Linked DNA regions of Mus musculus: region 1 is linked to region 2. A link is a contact called in public HiChIP or PLAC-seq data. All regions are on one chromosome and are shown on one strand. The core of a region is the stretch at or near the end of the contact, and the rest is flanking DNA. Distances in the headings are between cores, read along the strand shown. Region 1 overlaps Myt1l (myelin transcription factor 1-like). Region 2 has its middle 46 kb from the start of Gm31333.

What was found. HiChIP or PLAC-seq counts read pairs in DNA pulled down with a chosen protein or histone mark.
Region 1: an H3K4me3 HiChIP or PLAC-seq map of embryonic basal ganglia shows a contact between it and region 2, with 2.9 times the contacts expected there. The contact joins two enhancer-like sites. A contact is called at or near these places in 4 of 115 datasets of contacts at active chromatin or transcription factors (differentiating embryonic stem cells, embryonic basal ganglia, extraembryonic endoderm stem cells and 1 more).

Annotation. Positions count from the first base shown.
Region 1 is chr12:29,628,039-29,632,650 of GRCm38.p6, forward strand. The region is part of intron 2 of Myt1l (myelin transcription factor 1-like); the gene reads left to right. Among named protein-coding and RNA genes, the nearest start is that of C630031E19Rik, 56 kb to the right of the region's middle. Within about 2 kb of position 2,238, at least 26 of the 459 cell types and tissues checked have an H3K27ac peak or open chromatin away from gene starts, as enhancers often do. A contact at or near this core is called in embryonic basal ganglia, where this site is marked.
Region 2 is chr12:29,093,187-29,098,306 of GRCm38.p6, forward strand. No RefSeq gene overlaps it. Among named protein-coding and RNA genes, the nearest start is that of Gm31333, 46 kb to the right of the region's middle. Within about 2 kb of position 3,040, at least 110 of the 459 cell types and tissues checked have an H3K27ac peak or open chromatin away from gene starts, as enhancers often do. A contact at or near this core is called in embryonic basal ganglia, where this site is marked.

The sequences.
Region 1 (4,612 bases), core at 988-3,487, 530 kb after region 2:
CTACGTAAAAGATTAGTAGCAGCTCTGTGCAAACTGGCTTTGCCAAGGTCATCGTTTCGCCTAGTGGAGCATACACAGAAAGCTGGATGCTCTAGGAAAATCGGCTTGCAAACTGCTTTCCAGAAGGCGCGGGGACAATAAGCCCGAGCCTTGGCTTGCGAACAGTACCCTGCAGTCAGGTGTAACTGATAGGGCATGGTAGAATCTGTCTGTAATCCTAGCACTTAGGAGGTGAGGTGGAGAAATTTACAACAGAGGAGTGAAGGTCTTCCAGGCATAGGGTTTCCATGTTTACACGTGGAAGGACCATTGGAAACTCACACCATATACATCTTGTCCCCTGCAACTGGCCAGCCTGTAGGAAAGAAGGCATCATCTTCTCTGTGCCCCTGAATCCTTTCATCCATAAATAAGTGCCAGGCTCAGAGAACATTGTCATCTGGGAGACGGAGCCCCATTACGGGACCACAAAAGACCAGGAAAACATGGAACAGGGAGGGATCACCAAGAATGCAGCCTTCTTCTGAGGTCTGGACTGCCCCCTGGCTGTCAGTATGGCGTATGGCTCTCCGTAGATCTGGTCCAGCATGTCGACTAGGGACGATTTTCTAGGCCATTTAAATAGGTGAAGTGATTATGTGACCTGGTGATGTCTGGTAATGTCCCAGTGGTGTGTCAACACAGTAAACACTGTGTGGCACCCATCTGCCTGAGGACAAATCTGTGCCAAAAACCCAAGCCCACTCAGAGACAATTCCAGAGGGGCCAGTGTTAATCTCCACTCCACTGACAGTACCTTAAACTCTACCTCCAGAGCCATAACAGAGCTCATATCCAGAACTGTAAACAAGGCAGTTGTGAACTTGGCGTCCATCACGAGCCCATTAGAACATGAAGACTGATATTTGTGGGCTTAGTTCAAGCATGAATGCAGGTGTTTTGATCTATGAAGGAAGCATCTATATGTATAATTCCTTTCAGGAAACATTGTGTTTGTTTGTTCGTTTGTAGTGCTGAGGCAGGACTCAGTCTTGAGCATGCTAGTTAAGCTCTCTGAGCTAATCCCAAGCCGTGTCTTTAAAACACAGGCTATATTCAAAGATGGTTAGGGTCACATGTAAACATTATTGGATTAGTTCTCTAAAGAATATTTTAAACTCAATTTTAATATTTCAATGTGGAAATAAGCAAATGTACTATGTACCCTATTTATTAGTATAAACAAATTATAAATAATTAATTCATATGTATTTCTATAAACACGAGAAACAATCTTTGGGTTTTTTTTTTTGTTTTTAAGTATACTCTCGTGTTTCTTATAAAGAATTAGAAATAGGATTGGGATGATAGCTCAGTGAGTATCTTGCAAGTAAAGTACTTGTCTTGCAAGAGTGAGGACTTGAGTTCAATCCCTCAGTATCCACAAAAATGCATATGTACCTATATGCATGCATGCATACAAACATACATAGGCCAGGTGTGGAGGGACATATTTGTAATGCCAGCTCTGGAGAGGCAGAGACAGATGGATTCTACCCTGCCTAACCTGTTTCATGAGTCCCAGGCCAATGCGAAACTTTGCCTTGAAACAATAAGGATGGTGGCCTCCAATCCTGACAGATGTATGTGCACATGCCGTGGGCATCTGTATGTACACTGAGACACAACAGGAACAGACACAGGCATGCACACATAGCAAGCAAGCACATAGTCTGCGTGTACCAATTCGGAGTATCTTTGGGAATGCTAGAAAAAAGGCTGGGTGAAGCAGCTCTGGCCACAGTGAGTCTGTCTGTATTGAGTTTGATGATGAATGCAGCAAACAAGGATGTGGGACTTTCACAGTGTATTTTTAGCTAGCTCTAAGGTATACCACCCTCCCCTCCTTGCAGAATTATTTTTAATTCCCCAGAGCATGCTCCCTGCCACTCATCACCATGTTTGGGGCCTGCTCTTTTTCACTGAGGCTGCAGTGCCTTCCTCTGGGTGCCGCTCATCAATGCAGAACTGATTTGGAGCTGAACTGTATAATAATAAGCCTTTCAGCGCCAGCCCCACACTTGCCTTGTAATTAAGGCCTGATGGTTGTGTTGACGGCAAATGAAAGAAAATGGCTTTGTTCTCTCTTCCCTGGCTTGATTGCGGGTTCTCTCGCTCACCTGAATTCCACCCATCCTGCATTGTGCCTGTGATTGCTGGAGGACCATAATTGCAGTCCCAGCAGATGACATTTCCAGGAGGTACAGTCTGTGCAGCTCCAGGGGGAACTGATGGAGCCGTGCCTGGTGAAACTCGTCAAGGGTAGATCTAGGGAACGCCTATGTGGAAGTTAAGCTGGGACCAAACACCGGGATCCTCCTCTGACATTAGCTGTACCCAGTGGTGCATGGCTGCAGCCCGCCTCACCCTCTGCCTACAGTCCAAAAGGACAGACTGAGCACAGGCACAAAAGTTCAGTAAGTGCAGGTGAGCCACACCTTTGAAAGACCTTTGGGGCTGAAGAGGTGGCTCAACAGTTAAGAGTATTTGCTATTCTTGACGAGATCCTGAATTCTATTCCCAGCACCCACGTGGCAGCTCAGAATTACTCTAGTTCCTGGGGACCTGATACCCTTTTCTGACCTCCACAGGTACCAGACATGAGCATACACAAGTAAAAGCTTACTACTCCTGCACACAAACAAAGAAACTGAGGCTGGGGCAGTGCCTCCATTTTACAGTGTTTGCCGTGGAACCACAAGGACCCCAGCTCAGATCTCCAGTTCTCATATAAAATGTCAGTGTGGCAGCTCACACCTGTAACCCCAGTGCTTAGGAAACAGGTACAAGAGAATCCATGGGCTCTTTGGCCACTTAGCCTAGAGGAATCAGGCTCAATGGGAGACCTTGCCTCAAAAAAGATGGTGAGGCATCAGTAAGACAGACTCCAGATAAGGATCTCTGGCCTATGAGTACACACACACACACACACACACACACACACACACACACACACACACACACACACACACAAATTCCTCTGGCAATGACTCAAGAAGGGGATCAGAAGCAGAAAACACTTAGGTAAACACACTCCTTTGAGCAGTTCTGGTACACCTTGCTTCCTCTGGAAAGGGCCTCATTAGACTTTATATGCAGCTTGCAGCTGTGTTCATCAGTTCTCTTTACTCATAAAGACTAAACTCAATGCCAGAGAAGACGTTTGTAAATATCCATAACCTGCCAGCATCTTGAAGCTGGTCTGATGGCTAATCTTGGTTGTCATCCTGACCACATCTGGAATCTAGTAAAACCCGAGCGGCTGGGCACACCTCTGGGGAAATTTTCTTGATATGGATCACCTGAGGTAAGGACACCTATGCTAAATCCTGATCATTTGAGCTCAGAAGCCCCACCCTAAAATCTGGGCCACACCTTCTGGTCGAAATCCACATCAAATGGTGGAAAAGAAGAAAGCTTTTGCTCTTTGCCTCCTTGCCCTCACTCTCACTGGCAAGATCATCGATTTCCCTGCTGAATTATGCCTTCACTGCTGTTAGAGCCTACTTCTTTAGAACTCTACAATAGACCAAAGGCAAGCTAAGACATTCAGACTCATGGAGGAGCCAACTACCTCTTCCTTCACCTTCCCGTTGAGAGACAGCCATTGCTTAACTAGTCCAACAACACCTGTAAACCAATCTAATAAATCCCCTTTAATATATGTATATGTATGTGTATGTGTGTGTATGTGTATGTATATGTGTATGTATATAGATACGGTGTATATTTATTTAATATGTATGTATACATGTATGTATGTATTCACCCTGTCAGTTCTGTTACTCTAGAGAACTCTGACTAACACAGCTAGTGTATGTGCCTTTGGTATTTGGATTTGACAGGAGATGCCCAAATCTGGAGTATATGTCCGAGAACATATATCAAAAGGAATAACCAAAAGTCGATCAGCTTCCATAGGACACTACATGAACCCTCCCACACTGCCACAATTTGTCTCAGGGTAGACTTCTCCCCACATAAACATCACATTTGCTCAGAGAAACTCAATTCACACTCTTTCACGACTGCAGTGATTACTCACAGTGGAAAACAACAACCAAGCATCCTTTCCTGGAGGATGAGTCTGGGTTTATCTGACATTCCACTCATCTGCTGGACAGGCTACTCAGTGGGAAGGACTATGGTGCAGAAGTGAGGGTTAGCCCATCCTGAGGCCTTGGGCATGTTCCTTACTCTCTTTCATTCTTAACATTTCTGCCATAAAAAGAAAGTTTAAACCATCTGTTATAGTGGATGCCTGTAATCCCATTGCACGGAACGGAGGTGGGGGTAAGGAGAATCAGGAATTTAATGTCATCCATGGCTATGTAGTAAGTTAGAGGTTATCCTGGGATGTCTCAAGGAAACAAAAACAAAAATGGAGGGGAAGGAAATCTAACTTCTGGCAGAGACCAATCACTACTTCTTTATTGTTATCTCTATATTTTCATATACGTTTTTATCAACATATCTGGACTTTTATTGAGTTTTAAAGTTTGCAGGAAGTGTAACAGTAAGCATATGACAGTACAGGTCAGCGTGACTTCAGGGATGCATGCAATCTTCACAC
Region 2 (5,120 bases), core at 1,790-4,289:
CTCACTGAGGAGTCAAACAAACAGGGACAGTCACAAACAGGGACATGGTCACACAGTTCAGCCAGCCTTTGTATCCACCTCAGAGACCCTGGTCTCTAAATGACTCTGCCAGGCTATGTGCCTCAGTGGGTACAGTGAGAAGCCATGTGTGGTAGTTTAAATGAGAAATGTCTCCGTAGGCTCAGGTATTTAGACTCTTCGTCCCTATTTGGTGGTGCCGTTTGGGGGAGGGGGATTATGGGACTTTCAGGGGCTGGAGTCTTGCTAGAGGATGTATATGTTTATCTGTCTTTGTCTCTTTGTGTGTCTGTCTGCCTCTGTCTTTGTCTGTCTGCCTCTCTCTCTCTCTCTCTCTCTCTCTCTCCTACCTGAGTGCAGTATGACCAGCCAGCTCCCCATTCCTGCCTTATGCCATTTCTGGCATGATGGACTGAATCTCAGCTGGAACTGTTAGCCAAGATAAACTGACTTCTCCTCTAGGTTTCTTTTGGTCATGGTGTTTATTACAGCAATGAAAAAGTAACTCGGTCAAGACCTCACTAGAAGTTCCTCTAGTAGAATCGGAACTCAGTTTAGATGGCCTTTCACACCAGCAGTAGATGTTGCCATTTCACTCACAGCCAAAATGCTGTTGTGGCAAGACAGGCCCTGGTGCATGGCACTCTTGTAAAGAGAGCAGTCAGGTCTATATTCCCACACAACTAGGCAGAAGGTACAATGGTGTGTGGCTGCACACCCGTATAATACACAAAGCCCTTTTCCCAGGCCAGTGTCTTTGCCTGGGGAAAAGAGTAAGACCCCTCTAGACAGTCAAAACTCATTTCTGTAGATGGCAGATCAGGGGGCTCCAGTGCCACCAAGGATACTAACAGAGCATGGAACATAGTTCTGGGTCACTGAGGGGCAAATTGACCCTGGAAACCAGCTCTTATTGCTCCCCTCACCAGATCTTTGCTTTAGAAGGAGAACAGGTAGAACTCATGCTTTTAATTCCAGCACACAGGGAGCAGAGGCAGGCAGATCTCTGGGAATCCAAGGCTAGACTGATCTGCAAAGCAAGTTCTAGACCAGTCAGGACTACACAGTGAGACGTTGTCTCCATCCTCCTCATCCCCGCCAAATGAAAGAGAACATGTGACTTCAACCCCAAACATGACATCGGTATGTGCCATTTAGAGCAAGGGGCTTTAACAAGAATATAAAATAGAGGAACCTCTGCACAATCTTCCTCTGTCACATCTCAGCTAACCTCCATCTTGTGTTCTTGCTGAGGCCATTTCAGGGTTAACTAGAATTAGATCTCCTTGATGGAGAATCCCTTGGAAAAGTATCCAACTCTATTCTAGGAATCTGAGTTGATAGCTACACATCTTAGCTTTGTTTACGCTGCCTGATTGTGTAAACCTCCCCAGTGCGGCTGCTGAGTGAGATAACCAGAAGTGGTGTTTAGCCCCTTGTTCTAAATGCTGGGGGTCCCCTGTGGACCCCCCAATACCTGAATATAGTTCCAGCCAGCTGGAATAAAGACCTTTAGTTGACTATAAGCTGTGTCATTTCTGGTGGTCTTCTCATAACAACAAATAAAACAACTTCCCGGTGCATCCCAGAAGGCAGCTTTGCAGGGGAGAAAGTAGCCGTGAAGTTAATTGGTCAAAGGATACATTCTTACATTCTGTTCTAGAAGGGGAGCCCTGTAGCTGTGCTGGTTGCAGCTGCTCTACAAAGGCCAACTGGTGGTTTTGAAGTCTTCCGGGTATAGTATCCTAGCCAGAAGCTCATGGGTATGTTCTGACTCCTGGCAGACAGGCTCTCTGGTCTTTGTCTTGGAGAGGGATAATATGGACCTTCTGCTAGTCTGAGAGGCAACTACAGGACCTTGGGATTAAAGCTGATTCCTCCTAAAAGGCTCAGGAATGGGCCTTCCTAGAAGCCTGGGGGTGCGGGGGACATTCCATTGCTACCCACTAGGTAATGTTTCCCTGGAAAACATGGCATACCTGGGCAAGGTCTGTAGAAGAAGATCTCCCCTACGTGACTAATGGATGCACTGCAGGCATGCAAGGAGGGGCTTTGGGACTTGAACTGTCCTCTATAAGCAGAATGACCTGAAACAGGTCACACACTTCAGGCTTCATGAAGAATAAATTACAAGCATTGTGAAAGACAAAGCAGTAAGGTGGCTGCCATCACTCTCTGCTACGGGGGCTCCTGCACAGATTCTTCTCTGCCAGGCTACCCCTCCAGCACAGTTTTGAATCCCATTTTCTTTTTCCCTAAATCCTCCAGGATAGATAGCTGCTGGCTGTGCTGGCTTCTTGGGGCATAATCAGCCTCTGGTCACCTCCCTGCTGGGCCTGCTATTACCCCTTGAGTGAGCTGAGGCTGTGATCTTACCATTCAGCAAGAGGCAGCCACTCCATACAGCAGAGCCTCCTCTTGAGGCATCCTCCTTCCATAGTGGGGCACCAACAGCTCTGGGGACTGTGCCCTCTTGTTTGATTTGTTTCAACTCTCCCCATGCCCTCCTCTCCCTGCAGAGGTTCTCTGAGGGACCCTGAAAGGTGTTTGTGTGTGAAGACTTCTAGGATGGCTTCTGACTCCTGGGGATGTTTTAGGTCTGAGGCTGATACCCTAGTCTCAGATTCCAAGTGCCTAAGACTGTTTACAGAAGCCTCCAGGCCCTCCCCACAAAGGTAGCCAAGTTGGTTCATTAATTCTGAAAACACCAGTCAGAGCGCTTTCCTTGTGCCACTGGTGCAAATATATTCAAATGATCATTCAAATGATTTAACAGGCAAAGGGTCAGCCTTCCCAGAGTAAATCCCATTTCTAATGTGCCCATCTGAGTGATTTCATTAGGGTGCAATGTTAAAGAGAAGTGTATACCGCTGCATAACTTATACAAATGTATGCAAATGAAGTGCTTGAAAGAGCCCTGGTGGAATTCCTTGGAGATTCCCCAGCATTCCACTGCTGCCCGCGGATCAGCTGTTATCATCACAAAGAGCAGCAGCTCCCAGCAGGGACAGGAGGGTTAGAGAGGCTAAGATGTGGGGAGGGGAGAGCAACAGCGACACCCAGGAAGCCCTTCCAGTTCTGGAGAGCGGTGCCTGCCCCGGGCTGGCTGTTCAATCAACCTCCCCCACAGAGCTGGATTTGCAGCAGTCTGCCTGGTGCTCAGAATACAAATCAGCTCTAAACTTTTGAACCCTTTTGGTAGGAAGAGGAAAAAAAATCTTCATGAGGAGAAGCCAGATGCAGATCCAGTCTCGGGACGAGTTAAATTTATTTTCAAGGAATGAGGTGGGGAGAAGAGCCAGGCAGGGCCACCAGAGCTTCTATTTGGACCTTCTTGGGGGCTGCCCCCGGCCCTGGACTAATTGGTCTTAGATTGAGAGCTGGATAATCAGCACGGTGGCATCGTGCCTGTCACCTTTCCGAGGAAAACCCCGAGGTCAAGCATACATGTCTATAAGGATGTATTTATTTTGCAGTGTTGGGGGATGAACCCAGAGCCTTTCATATGCTCAGCAGACGCTGTGCTAATATTGGTAGATATTGGGGTTTAAAGGGTACCTGCCAGGATCTGCAGGCATTTGTGCTCTGCGACAGGGAATTGGACAGAGTCATATGGATGGTGGCAAGCAAAGCCACAGTAGGATTTATTGCAGAAGAATACACTTCCAAGGGAGGAGGTGGGAGGGAGCAAGGGTGAAAGTTTCGAGGCTCGAAAGGTGCCCATGCAGAAAAGATTGGGACATTTGTAGAATGTGCTCTTTCATCTGTGAGTTCTCTATGTTACAAGTCCAGGGTGTATGTCGAGGGGCATTCCAGTCTTTATATCTGCCAGTGAGTTTGGGTTTTTTTTGGGGGGGGGGAGATATGATAATTTTGTAGGCTTTGTACGAAGACTTCCAGGCTCCACTCTCCTGCCTATTGTCACTGAGCTGCATTCTCAGCTGCCCTTGTTAGGGTTTTCATTGCTACAACAAAACACCATGACCAAAAAGCAAACTGGGGAAGAAAGGGTTTATTTGGCTTACATTTTCATAGGTTCATCACCAAAGGAAGTCAGGATAGGAACTCAAACAGGGCAGGATCCTGGAGGCAGGAGCTGATGCAGAGGCCATGGAGGGGTGCTATTTATTGGCTCTCTTCCCCCCACCCCTCCCCCCCCCAAGATTTCTTATAGAACCCAGGACCATTATTAGCCCAGGGATGGTACCACCCACCGTGGGCTGGGCCCTTCCACATTGGTTACTAATTGAGAAAGTGTCTTATATCTGGACCTCATGGAAGCATTTCTTCAACTGAGGCTTCTTCTCTGATGACACTAACTGTGTCAAGTTGACACACATTAAAAACAACCAGCATACCAGCCTTTGGTGAGTTTAGGTCTGGTGCAGCCCAGGACTCTTTGCACTTGAGCCCTCACCTGCTCAGCCTCTATAGTGATAGATTGATGGGAATGTGCATGCTACCCCCTCTGACAGGTGACAGGTCTTTGGTATCATCAGACCGCAAAATGCTCAGCCAAATGCATATTCTCTACTTGTGTCTTCAGGACATAATGGACTGCCCTCCTCTCTCTCCTTCACTGTGTAGTCTCCTTCCAGAACACAGGGGAAGGTCTGTACCTGTCTCTACAGAGCCAGTTGGTACAGAGGTAATTTAGTGAGAGAGGCACAGAAGGTCTGTGGGTCACTTGACCAGTCCTTTCAGTACTCTGTTTTGAGGCATGGTTTCACTATGTAGAAGAGGCTAGCCTCAAACTCATAGAGATCCACTTGCCCCCTCTGCCTCCTAAGTGCTGGGGTTAAAGGTCTATACCGTTATGCCCCTGTTTTGTCACTCTGGAAGTTTATGTGCAAGGTGAAGGTCACCCATTGCCTTTGGTGTCCCATCTACCCTAGACACCTGGATCAGAAATTGCTTTGAGACTCCAGGGCAGAACCTGGGGTCCGCTATATGTGGGGCCTAGTTTAGCTTAGGGACATTGGGGTACAGAACTGGCTTAGCTGTCATTTTGGACATAGCCCTTTTTGTCAGCCCTTGTCAGAGTCCTATAGTGCTCTCTCTGGGTGTTGTTCACTGCAGCTGGCTGCCTAGAACCTTGGCTA